Linked DNA regions of Zea mays: region 1 is linked to region 2. Evidence: chromatin contacts called from public Hi-C data. All regions are on one chromosome and are shown on one strand. Each heading gives the region's core, a stretch centred on a gene start, on an enhancer-like site or on the middle of the called end of the contact. The rest is flanking DNA. Distances are from core to core; before and after follow the strand shown.

Region 1 (6,442 bases), core at 43-2,542, 150 kb after region 2:
GTGACTCGCGATGGAGGCTACGTACGTGGCCCATCGCGATGGCACCCTAGCCAAGTTCCATGGTCGCAGATGCATGGCCTGCGGCGGCGGCGACCCAGCCAAGCCCCAATGTGGTGATTGTGTGGCCTTTGGTGGTGGTTGTGTGGCCTATGGTGGTGGCTGCCTTGCCTGTGGCGGCCATGCCCCACGGTGGTGGGTGTGTGTTCACAAACGACGGAGGCACCCCGGCCAAGACCTGCGGTGGCGGGTGCGTGTCCACCAACGGTGGAGGCAAAGGGATTTCCTCGCCCGATGGGGACACCTCAGTAGAAGAGGACTAGATCCATCTCCTGGGTGCAAAATGTAGGGGCCTCCTGTTGGTTGCTGTCACCATCTCCGTCCATGGCGAAACAAGGAAGAAGACAGGGTACGGGAAGAGATCGTGACAGGGGAAAGCTACGAGAAGAGATCGTGAAACAGGGAAGAAACATGGAAGCGATCATGAATAGAAGCAAAGCGTTACGAGCATGGTGGGTAATTTACCTCCAACTTCATGACGAGGGTATGAGAACATTGTTTTTAAAACACCCTTTGAGGAGCTTCGAAAATTTTATAAAACTGGCCTTCACTTTTATTTTTCAAAACTAGAACTCGTGGAGTTGAACATGTTTAGATAGAAAATGTGATATCCTGGCCCAGTGGATGGTGATATCATGACCCAAGACTTAATAGAATTAATAGAGTATCCATACTAATAAGGTGCATTTTTTTCGAAAGCCTATCTCGAAAAACCTCCAAGTTAAGCGTGCTTATCTTGGAGTAATTTAGGATAGGTGACCGAACGATAAGTTTTCTCGGGTGCGTATGAGTGATGACAAAATGCGCACAAAAAACCTGTGTTGGTCTGTGGGGACAATATATGATCCTAAAGAGCTGTCAGAAATAACTACCACCAGTACAGGAGTGGACGACATAAAAGGCTGCAACAAATCTAAATTCTTAAAATGAATCTCTCCCAAATATACATATAAAAAAATTACAGCGAAAGCAAAACCGCGGGCGTCTTTTGTCTAATCCGTTTATCCATGAGTCGTAGCAAATGTCATCATTCGTGACATACCACGTCGACATCACCATTCCATCACGCAGGCTCACCTCGCTCACCGACACCTGGGCCCTAACCCCGGCAACTCGTGCTCGCCACCCGATTGGCCGGTATAAAGCCGGTAGCGCGTCGCGTGAGCCACACGCGCACGGCGCACACATATCCCTTCCTTCACTGGCTCACTGCGGTCCCGGCAAAAGTCAGTCAACTCAGCCAACAAGCGCTGCTGCTCGGGCACGGGTGGTTTGGGAGGCCGGACGCAACGTCGGGATGCAGTCGCTGCAGGACAAGGCGTCGGAGTGGAGCGGGGTGGCGGCCGCCGATGCCTTTGCCATCGACGACGTCAACATATTCGAGTACCTCGGCGGCACTCCGCAGCCATTCGTCGACCTCTCCACCAATTTCTACACCAGGTCCGTCCATCGGCTACCTGTCCCTCTCTTGTTCTCGTCTGCGTTGAACCATTCCGATCTAGAATGTTTTCGTCCGTCTCCTGTTGAATTTCTTGTTTCATGGCCGTGTCTTGATTGGTTGGATTTTATAGGGTTTATGAGGACGAAGAGGAGTGGTTTCGGGAGATATTCGGGGGGTCGAAGAAGGAGGATGCCATCCAGAACCAGTATGAGTTCCTGATCCAGCGCATGGGCGGCCCACCTCTATTCTCCCAGAGGAGAGGTAAAGTAGCCCGTGTTTCTTCGTCTTTGACCTGTGGCCTGCGGGACTTAAATTAGGGGAGGAAATAAGGGATCAATGCTGTTATATAGTTTGGTCTTAGCCGCTTAGTGTGGAAGCAGGGAAGAAAATCTGATTTGGTGTCCTTGGGCACTGCCACTCATGTTCCTGAAACCTGTAATGTTCAAGTTTAGATGATTTACAGATTGGGGACTATTCATGGTTTTCGTTTTACATATTCTGCAATTGCACATGTTTACTAGTCATACTCCCTGCTAATGCATTAGTTATTATTGGAGTTGCTACTGCTGTGTTTCATTACGGATGGCGCTATAACAGCTAACAGGTCTAGAGTGAGCATTTTGTTCCCTGCTGGGGCCTGTAACTGTAACTCTTCAATATTAATGAAATTGGCACTCTTGTGCCGGTTAGTTCGAAAAGAAAATACGAAACTGATTGCCATATGAAAGCTAAGTTGAGACTAACGCATCCTAGCTAAGCCTAACTTCTAGGGGATAAATGGGCATGTGGTGATTCAGCCCCTGTTTAAATTTCTCGTTAAGTTTTTTTTTTCTTTTGACTGTCTGCAGCCTTGTTGGTTCGTTTATGTTAACCAGCAGCATACCTCCGTGGCACTTGTATTGATTCAGTTCTTTAAACATATAGTTATCACTATCAGCAATATTTGTTTGAGTGATTCATGCCTTACCTGAGAGTATACAAGAATGATACTCCCTCCATTTCAAATTCTAAGATGTTTTCGCTTGTCTAAATATATTACTTTTGCTATGTATCTAGACATAACGTATATCTAAGTGCATGCAAAAGCTATGTATCTTGAAAAATCAAAACGTCTTATAATTTGGAACGAAGAGAGTATATTGTTCTTCGCATTTGTCGGTCCGTTTGTTCATCAGTTGGCCCAAGGGGAGTGAATATTTTCATTTCAATTATTGCTTGCTTTGATCAGGGGACTGACTTTACCCTAACCTGAACCACCTAATTCACTAGTATAACTTGTAATTCTCGATTGAGGTTGCTTTTGTATTCTGTAGTCACTAATAGAGTGAAAAAGATTCATTTGACCATTTCTGCTGTTTTTTTTGCATGTCTGGCTAGATGGTCTGCCCAAAATGATTGAAGAAACGAGTATCTTCATGTGCGATGCCACTATTGTTTCTGGGCCATTTTAGTTGTGGCTATCATTATGTAGTGATAGTACCTATGCTTTTGTACTTTGTGTTTTCTATCCATTACTCTCAAGATAATTTGGACTCGTAAGCCCAAGTTGTCTGGTTTTTCTTGCAGGACACCCTGCCCTTATAGGACGACACCGACCATTCTTGGTTACCCACCGAGCTGCAGAGCGGTGGCTACACCACATGCAACAAGCTTTGGACGCAACTGAAAGCATAGATGTGGACTCAAAAACGAAAATGATGAACTTCTTTAGGTCTGCATTACGACTTAACTTTCCCCTTTTTTTTTTGGTATCACAATTCACAATTAACCAACAGTTTTGCCGACACTTTCATTTGTTTTCTTTTTCAAGGCACACTGCTTACTTCCTTGTTGCTGGCAATGAGATGACAAGGCAACAGGGCCATGGAGTAGCCTGCAAACATGCAACAAGTAAACCAGCTGAGTAACCATTTTAGCCGTGGAGCTGGTAACCATTGGAATAATTACTGATAAGCCTTTTATCCAGTGTGCCTTTATAGCATTCCGTATACAATGGAGTTGAAACAACCTCCACATTCAAAGAAACAATGGTACTGACTCTTTGTAGGCTTTATAGCCATTCTTGAGCAGAGAGTGTACTCAAAGTGGATAGTTGTAGCTTCTGCCAATATGTTTATCCTTCTTCGTCTCTTGTGCTCAAGAGTTATTCACAGCAGTTTTTCAAATTTGACCTCACCCTAGCAAGGTTACCACACCACATGTTAACCATGCCACACTTATTTAAGGTCATATTTGTTTAATTTTCATAAGTTTGGGAGCCAAAGAAAGTCATTGCCTATTTAGGTCGCTGCCGAGTAGAGCCTAGCTGGCTGGCAGGGACATGCGGAAAACTTATTTGGTTCATTGAATCAAAAAGATCAGGCTGAGTGGAGCGTTTGTTTGTTTGGTTGTACTAGGATATGTTGAATCAAACTGAAAGAGGAAACAATCACTAAGATAATTTTTATTTTGCCTGAATCGATTGTATAATACATATTTTCACCATATTGAGGCTTAATTTACTTTGAAATATATCAGTATGCCTTAAATTATGCTAATCATATACTAATACTGTTGACACTTTTTCGGAGCGCCAAATACTCAAGAAGAACCGGCGGCGGTGCTCTCTGGTCAGGCGCGGACGGTCCGCGGCCTGGGGCCGGACGGTCCGCGACCTGGCGCAGGGGCTAAGGTTTCCTGCCTGACGGCCGGACGGTCCGCGCCCTGGGGCCGGACGGTCCGCGCGTGCGCAGTGGCGGCGGAAGATCGCCGGCGGCGCCTGGATCTCGCTCCCGGGGAGGGACCCCGTCGGGGAGGAGAGATCCTAGGGGTTGTCTAGGCTCGGGCCGGCCGACCTAGACTCCTCTAATCGACGTAGAGTCGAGGAGAGGCGGAGAATTTGGGGATCGAGAGGCTAAACTAGAACTAGACTAGAACTACTCCTAATTGTACTGGAAATAAATGCGAATAGAAGTTGTATTGATTCGATTGATGATTACAAATCGGCCGTAGACCTCTCTTTTTATAGAGGAGGGGGGCTGGACCCTTTACACGACTGGATTCCGAGCTAATTCCGCAAATCTAGCTAACAAACATAGCACAAAACTCGGAACCCTAAACTGCTCTGCGCATGCGCGGACCGTTCGGTCTTTAGGCGCGGACTGTCTGGACCGTCCGCTCGCTCAATTTGGGGCTCAACATATGCCCCCCTGCCTTTTGGTGGAGCTGAGCAAACCAAAAGCAACTAACTCGATGTGATTACATTGGTTCTCTTAGGCATCTTGCCACATACTAGGATGATACTGTTTGAGGAAACACCCATTCAAAGCCTTAGGCAAGTCCTTGCCTTGTAATGTTTGTAGTAAATAGGCGTTGCCAGACATCACCTGTTTTACTTTATAAGGACCTTCCCAGCTTGGTGACCATTTCCCGAACTTCCGGTCTTTATTCCTTAGAGGCAGAATGGTCTTCCACACCAGGTCCCCTACTTGAAATGATTTTGCTTTGACCTTCTTGTTGTAGGCCCTGGCTACTATGATCTTGTCCTTTTCTATTGCTCCTAAAGCTATCATCCTCTTGTCGGTCACCTCATTAATATTATCAATCATTGAATCATAATAATCAGTAGCAGTTAGATCATTTTGTCTGGCGAACCTGACAGCATTCAAACTTATTTCCACAGGCAACACTGCTTCCTGCCCATAGACAAGCTCAAAAGGAGATACTTTAGTAGCCCTATGTTTAGATATCCTATGAGCCCATAAAGCTTCAGACAAAATCTTATGCCAATGTTTAGGATTATCAGATATTTTTTTATTAAATTAATCAATGTCCTATTGCTAGACTCGGCCTGACCATTGGCCTGAGCATAATATGGAGATAAATTAAGCAGCTTAATTTTGTATAATTCAGCAAATTCACGTACCTCCTTTGACATAAAAGAAGTACCTTGATCTGTAGTTAAGGTCTGGGGAATGCCGAATCTATGAATAATATGCTCAGTTATAAACTCGATTACCTCCTTGTGTGTCATGTTCTTTAGAGCAACGGCTTCAGTCCATTTGGTGAAGTAGTCAGTGGCAACTAACACAAACCGATGCCCCTTTGATGATGAAGGATGAATTTCTCCAATAAAGTCTAATCCCCATCCTCTGAACGGCCAAGGCTTAATAATAGGATGTAATTCGGCTGCAGGGACCAACTGTAGGTCGCCGAATTTTTGACACATTTGGCAACCCTTGTAGTACTTGAAACAATCCGCTATCATACTAGGCCAATAAAAACCGGACCTTCGCAACAACCACTTCATCTTTGGAGCTGATTGATGAGTACCACAAATCCCTTCATGTACTTCAGCCATGGCTAATATAGCATCATCTGGGCCCAAGCACTTAAGCAGGATGTCATTGACTGTTCGGCGGTAAAGTTCGTCACTCATCAAAACATACTTGAAAGCTGTTCGCCGAATGTTCTTATCTGTTTTGATATTGGGATTTCGTAAATAATTAAGTATAGGTGTCCTCCAATCTCTTGCATCGGCTTCATTGTCAGCCGAATCGATTAAGAGAACATTTCTGGTAACCCCGGACGGTCCGGCGCCATCATGCGGACGGTCCGCGACCTGGGAATTTGGCTCTGCACTGGTTATCAGATTTTCAGTTTTGTGAAACTTCCCTCTCTTTATCCGATAACCTGATGCATCTTGTGCCAAATCGTTAGCTCTATAATTCTCAACTCTAGAGATATGCCGAATACTGAATTCGTCAAAAGAATGAATTATGCTCCAACATTTCTCAAGGTAACTATTTAGAGTACCATCAAAACATTGATATTCTTCTAACACTTGTTGGACAACCAGCTGAGAATCACCAAATACCTTCACATGTTTTACTCCCATACCATTTAAAAGTTCTAAGCCGAATAGGAGGGCCTCATATTCAGCTTGATTATTAGTGCAATAAGTTT
Region 2 (6,201 bases), core at 269-2,768:
GTCATTATACCCACAGATAAGGTGCATTCTTATTCATTAGGCAGTGTACAACATGTAAAATAATTCAAAAACTATGATATGCTTGTATTAAGAATTCCCAACCATAACATGGCAATTCGTTATTATCGACACATCACAACAAAATTATTCACTTCCATAATATATGTATGTACTCTGCACATGTGAAGGGAAAGGGCTGAAAATACATTGGTCTTAGGTTGCAGCCATTTAAAAGTCATATATCGTATTTTCCGTAAACAAGCTGTAAATAACAAATATGCACTGTGAGAAGTGTTTTAACTGGGAGCTGGCTGGCGCTAAAGGTATTGCTGCCCTAAGAGCAGTTTCTCAGATTTTCCAAGGGGCCGTGTTGGTCAGTGTTTAATTTGTGTTGTCTGTGTTCTTGGTCATGTTGTGTTGTATGTGTTTGTATGTTGTTTTGTATGGGCTCTTGCCCTTTTTTCCCCTCTCTTAGGAGGTGTTTGAATGCACTAGAACTAATAGTTAGTTGGCTAAAAATTGGTGGTGGAATTAGCTAGCTAACAAATAGGTACATAACTATTAAATAATTTACCAAAAATAGCTAATAGTTGAACTATTAGCTAGAGTGTTTGGATGTTTCAACTAATTTTAGCCACTAACTATTAGTTTTAGTGCATTCAAACACTCCCTTAATATAAAGATATGCACCTCCTGCGTGTTTGATAAAACCGTAACAAATATGAGCTCATGGAAACTAACAAAAAATGTCATGTAAACTAGTTGGTGAAAAGTTTAGAGCGTTATCTAACTAACTCAAAAAAAGATACGGGCTTCCTACCTGAGTCTGGTAGTTCCAGATGCAGACACTGCCAGAATAAAGACTTGACATGATCCTGCACCAAACAGAAGCCCATTATTCTGGAAATCCAACACTCGGGACGCTATGCACAGTAAATTATTGCAGCAATTAGCCAACACAAAAGGCACCAGCAAATGTACCATGGTTCCGTGGGATGCAGGTCCACGGACTTGACCCTCTCCGACCTCTGCGCGAGCTTCCTCTGATCAAGCAAAATACAAGTCACCATTAGAAGAACGACGTCAACAGTGACAACAAAAGACACTGCCAAATTAAGAGCCAGGTATTCTCGAAATAACCTTGATCTCTAACTGGAGCGGCTGCGTCATCATCCACACCAGCAACGATCAATAAAAACAAACACACAGAAGACAACACAAGTCAGCACACGCATAGCATGTAATATGTCCGAACCCCAGATCCACGCACCAAAAAAAGGATTTGAATGGGGATCTCGGCTCGGAAAGCATCAATGCGTCCAGCGGGATATGAAGTGACAAGGTCGCATCGGGATCTAGCGTTTTTCGCGAAGCGGACTGCAGGCCGGGACAGACCGACCAGCAGGCGCGCAGATACTGGTGGCGAGAGGAAGTTACCATTGCGACGTCGTAGGTTCCGGCGCCGGTGGGGTGTATATGGGGGCTGTTAGAATACCCTCTCACCCTCTGTCCGAGAGGCGGAGGGAGCCGAGGGGAGGGCAGGGCGCGAGATCGCGAGTGGAGGGAAGGGGCGAGGGAAGGAGAAGACAGTACCAGTGCCGTAACGAACGAACTTGCGGGTAAACGGGTCTGTTGCTTTTGTTTATTAGCGAAGTAAACGGGTCTCGAGATTCGGGTAAGAGCGTGACGAGGACTTCGCAGTTGATCGTGGGTCTGTGTTTGACTTTGGATGACCTCGTTGCTAAGCTACTGAAATTACATTGGACCCTAAAACTAAAATAATTTAAATAACTTTACTGATCCGACGTGTAATGGAAAGCTCCCAAATCTGTAGACAGAAATAGTTTACATCTCCACAATTACAACAAACTAGTCGGTTACCCGTGCGTTGCGACGGCTCACAACAATATCCACATAAATTATCCACTAAAAATGTCTCAAGATTTTTTATTGATTGTCTCCACTCTTCGCATAATATTTTTTATGAACGCACGGGTACCATAGACAGCAAATCAGAGACACACATCCCTCGTCTTCCTCACTTCCAAGGTTTTGTAGAGCAGGAGGGGAAGGGAAGAGGCGGACATACCTGTTCGTTACCGGAGAAAGACACGACGAAGACCTAGGCATCTGGAGGCGACATAGGTAGTATACCGCTAGATGTATAGGGAGAGAGCACGCAAAGCGGAGAAAAAGCCCAGCCGGAGCAGCTCCAAACCGAGAGGCACCCGCACCAGGCGTCAATCAGAGAAGGGCGAGAGAATGTGAGTGTCTTCCCAGCCCTGGACCCACCGAGGTGACACAACACCACCACCAACTCCGTAGGAATATGCCGACTGCTGCCACAATACGGGCCTTGGTTGTCCAATATCTCAGACCTGAACTCCTCATCGTTGAGATAACCTAAGCGTGGCATGCGCCACCATGTCCTCCTCGACGGCACGCACAGACAAAGGCTAGGAGCATGACCGAACCGCCCCATACCCGCATCGACGAGCGTCGGTCGGCTCGTAGCTGTGACCGTGGCGGGGGCAGCAGGTTGGGGAGGAAGAACAGGGCGAAGACCGGGAAGACGAACTGGACGTCCGACGACGGCGAAAACGATGGTGCGCACATGATGTGAAACTTCCTCGTGGACGTGCAATAGCTACTGCACGAGTCGGTGCCGGGGCTGGTGTCGGACGAATACGGGGAGGAGACGCATGCTCCTACGCCCTCTGCCGAGAATGGGGTGGCGCGGAGGTGGAGGCATGACCGCATGAGGGGAGAGAGAAAATAAATAGAATGACGAACGAGATGGTGGCAACTGAGGCGATGTCCATCATTATCGTGCGGAGGTATAGATGGTCAAATGGGTTGTGTCTCGCGAGTCGGCCCGAGGCACGACCCATTTAATAGTGCCTGGGCCAACCCGGCACGAGCGTCGTGCGGTGCTTGGGCCGTACCTCGGCCCGTAGTGCTGGTCCGGGGCACTGCTTTTTAATATTTTACGCTGAGTTGATTTAGAAAAAATGTAGAGACTTTTTTGTAAAAAGATGATGCGGGACGGCCGTTAAAACTGGTGCTTTAAGTATAGTAGAGACTAGCAAAGTGACCGTAAGCTTACCGTGGTTTCCATCATTTGAATATAAAATATACCAAGAGATCTATGTGTTCTGTTAGTTAGATTAGTTAGGTGAGTATAAATATAAGTTCGAAATCAATAATTATAATCCAAATTACTATTCATGTAGCATAATTTTAGCACAGTAGAAGACACTAGAGCATTGTCAATCATTTTAAATTAATAAGGTAAGATAAAAAAATTATTATGAAAGGTATTCCAAAAAGTTATTGTTTTTATCCGAGGTCGGTGAACGACCACATTTCTTTAGTGTTATGTAGATGAAATTCGGAAAGAGCAAAAAAAATACTTACTTTCGTCTATAAAAATGTGATTCTTTATTTTTAAAATGATTTTAAATTTGATCAAAATTATATTAAAAATATTTATGATATAAAATAAGTATTATTAAATTAATTATAAAATATGTTTGTTGGAGCGAAAACGTAACGTCCTCCTTGATCCAGTAACCGAACCGTTAAAGCAATAGCAGAAGTGAGACGAAGGCCAAGAAATACTGCCGAAGGCACGAGAACATAGCCTCTCCAGATGGTGGTGAAGACAATCGTGCAGGCCCATTTGCGAAGGGGCCAATTTTCAACAAGAGCCCAAAGACTCGGCAAGGCTGGAGGCAACCCACATTGATGATGGGTGCCAGACTTCGTGCCTCGCCAGTCCGTGTAAAGTATCTGCTCTCAACGGGCCCACCTGTAAGAGACTTATAAGGGTACAAAGTCTGATGTAATTAGGGGCCCATACTCGCAATCCTGTAATTACTCCATTGTAAAGTGTATGGCGGGAATATAGTTGGTAGCTGAGGTATTATAATACTTGGTTTACCTAACCCCGGCTACCCTATAAATACCCCGGTCATGTAGCTCTCAGGACATGCTTTGGCAATCTATTGCTCTAGCATCACGTTGTCTCACTGAAAGTCGCCTAGAGGGGGGTGGATAGACGGAAACTGAAATTTATAACTTTAAACACACTTTAAGCCGGAGTTAGCGTTAGAACAAATGTTAAGTCTGGGAGAGAGGGAAAACAAATCAACCAAGAAATAAAGCAGATGACACGGTGATTTGTTTTACCGAGGTTCGGTTCTAAAGAACCTAGTCCCCATTGAGGTGGTCACAAATACCGGGTCTCTTTCAACCTTTCCCTCTCTCAAACGGTCACTTAGACCGATTGAGGCTTCTTCCTTAATCTCACGGGTCACTTAGACCCCGCAAGGATCACCACACAATTGGTGTCTCTTGCCTTGCTTATAAAGCACTTGAGAGTAAGAGGTGAGAAAGAAAAGAAAGCCAAGCCAAGCAAACAAGAGTAACAAGAAACACAAGTGATCCTCTCACAAGTCCTAATGCACTAGAATTGAATTGGGGACTTTGATCGGATCGGTGGCTTTGATTTGTGTCTTGAAGTGTTGCACTTTGCTCTTGTATTGACTGGAGAGTGATGAATGCTTGGATGGTTGAAGTGGAGGTGGTTGGAGGGTATTTATAGCCCTCAACCACCAAAACAACCGTTGGGGGTGGCTGCTATCGATGGGCGCACCACCGGACACTGTCCGGTGTGCCAGCCACGTCACCCAACCGTTAGGGTTCGGGCGCAGACGACCGTTGGATGTCTTCTTGTGGCACTGGACAAGCACTGTTCAATGTCCGGTGCGCCTCTGACGGCTGCTCTGACTTCTGCACGCACTGTAGCGTTCGCAGGTGTCCGTTGCAGTCGACCGTTGCGCTGGTAGCCATTGCTCCGCTTGGTACATCGGACAGTCCGGTGAATTATAGCGGAGTGATGCTGGAGAAACCCGAAGGTGGCTAGTTCAAAGTTGTACGGTCTTGGTGCACCGGACACTGTCCGGTGGCACACCGGACAGTCCGGTGCGCCAGACCAGGGCACACTTCGGTTCTTTTGCTCCTTTGCTTTTGAACCCTAACTTTGATCTTTTATTGGTTTGTGTTGAACCTTTATGCACCTGTGGAATATATAATCTAGAGCAAACTAGTTAGTCCAATATTTGTGTTGGGCATTCAACCACCAAAATTATTTATAGGAAAAGGTTAAACCCTATTTCCCTTTCAATCTCCCCCTCTTTGGCGATTGATGCCAACACAAACCAAAGCAAATATATAAGTGCAGAATTGAACTAGTTTGCATAATGTAAATGCATAGGTTACTTGGAATTAAACCAATTTATACTTTTACTAGATATGCATGGTTTGCTTTCTTTTATTTAACATTTTGGACCACGCTTGCACCACTTGTTTTGTTTTTGCAAATTCTTTTGGAAAATCTTTTCAAAGTCTTTTTGCAAATAGTCAAAGGTATATGAATAAGAATTCGAGAAGCATTTTCAAGATTTGAGATTTTCTCCCCTATTTCAAATGCTTTTCCTTTGACTTAAACAAAACTCCCCCTGAATGAAATTCTCCTCTTAGTTTTCAAGAGGGTTTTAATAGATATCAATTGGAAATATATATTTTAGATGCTAGTTTTGAAAATATATCAATTGAAAATCATACCAATTTGAAATATATCAATTAAAAATGATTACAAGATACCAATTGAAAACTTTATTTCAAAAATTTTGAAATTAGGTGGTGGTGCAGTCCTTTTGCTTTGGGCTAATACTCTCTCCCCCTTTGGCATTAATCGCCAAAACGGAGACTTTGTGAGCCCTTTTTACTTTCTCCCCCATTGGTACAAGTAAATATGAGTGAAGATTATACCAATCAAAGAGTGGTGTGGAGTGACGACAAAGGGTAAATGATACCGATAGAGTGGAGTGGAAGCCTTGTCTTCGCCGAAGACTCTATTTCCCTTTCAATCTATGACTTAGTATAGAAATATACTTGAAAACACATTAGTCGTAGACATAAAAGGGATATGATCAAAGGTATATAAATGAGCTATGTGTGCAATGTTTCAATCAAAATTCTGAGAATCAAGAATGTTTAGCTCATTCCTAAGTTTGCTAAAGGTTTTTTCATCTAATGGTTTGGTAAAGATATCGGCTAATTGTTCTTTGGTGCTAACATAAGCTATCTCGATATCCCCCCTTTATTGGTGATCCCTCAAAAAGTGATACTGAATGT

The links. Hi-C and Micro-C count contacts between places; a contact is called where the count stands out from the background.
Region 1: a Hi-C map of endosperm shows a contact between it and region 2, with 3 times the contacts expected there. The contact joins the promoter of LOC100284790 here to the promoter of LOC100383405 in region 2. A contact is called at or near these places in 2 of 25 Hi-C or Micro-C datasets (ear and endosperm).

The regions. Positions count from the first base shown.
Region 1 is chr9:93,503,555-93,509,996 of Zm-B73-REFERENCE-NAM-5.0, forward strand. LOC100284790 reads left to right here and starts at 1,293. Exons shown (of 4, transcript NM_001291685.1): 1 at 1,293-1,497; 2 at 1,629-1,759; 3 at 3,065-3,209; 4 at 3,309-3,626. The coding sequence starts at 1,355. The coding sequence ends at 3,405.
Region 2 is chr9:93,357,731-93,363,931 of Zm-B73-REFERENCE-NAM-5.0, forward strand. LOC100383405 (putative coatomer beta subunit family protein) reads right to left here and starts at 1,519. Exons shown (of 25, transcript NM_001362077.1): 1 at 1,438-1,519; 2 at 1,141-1,161; 3 at 982-1,043; 4 at 821-875. The coding sequence starts at 1,440.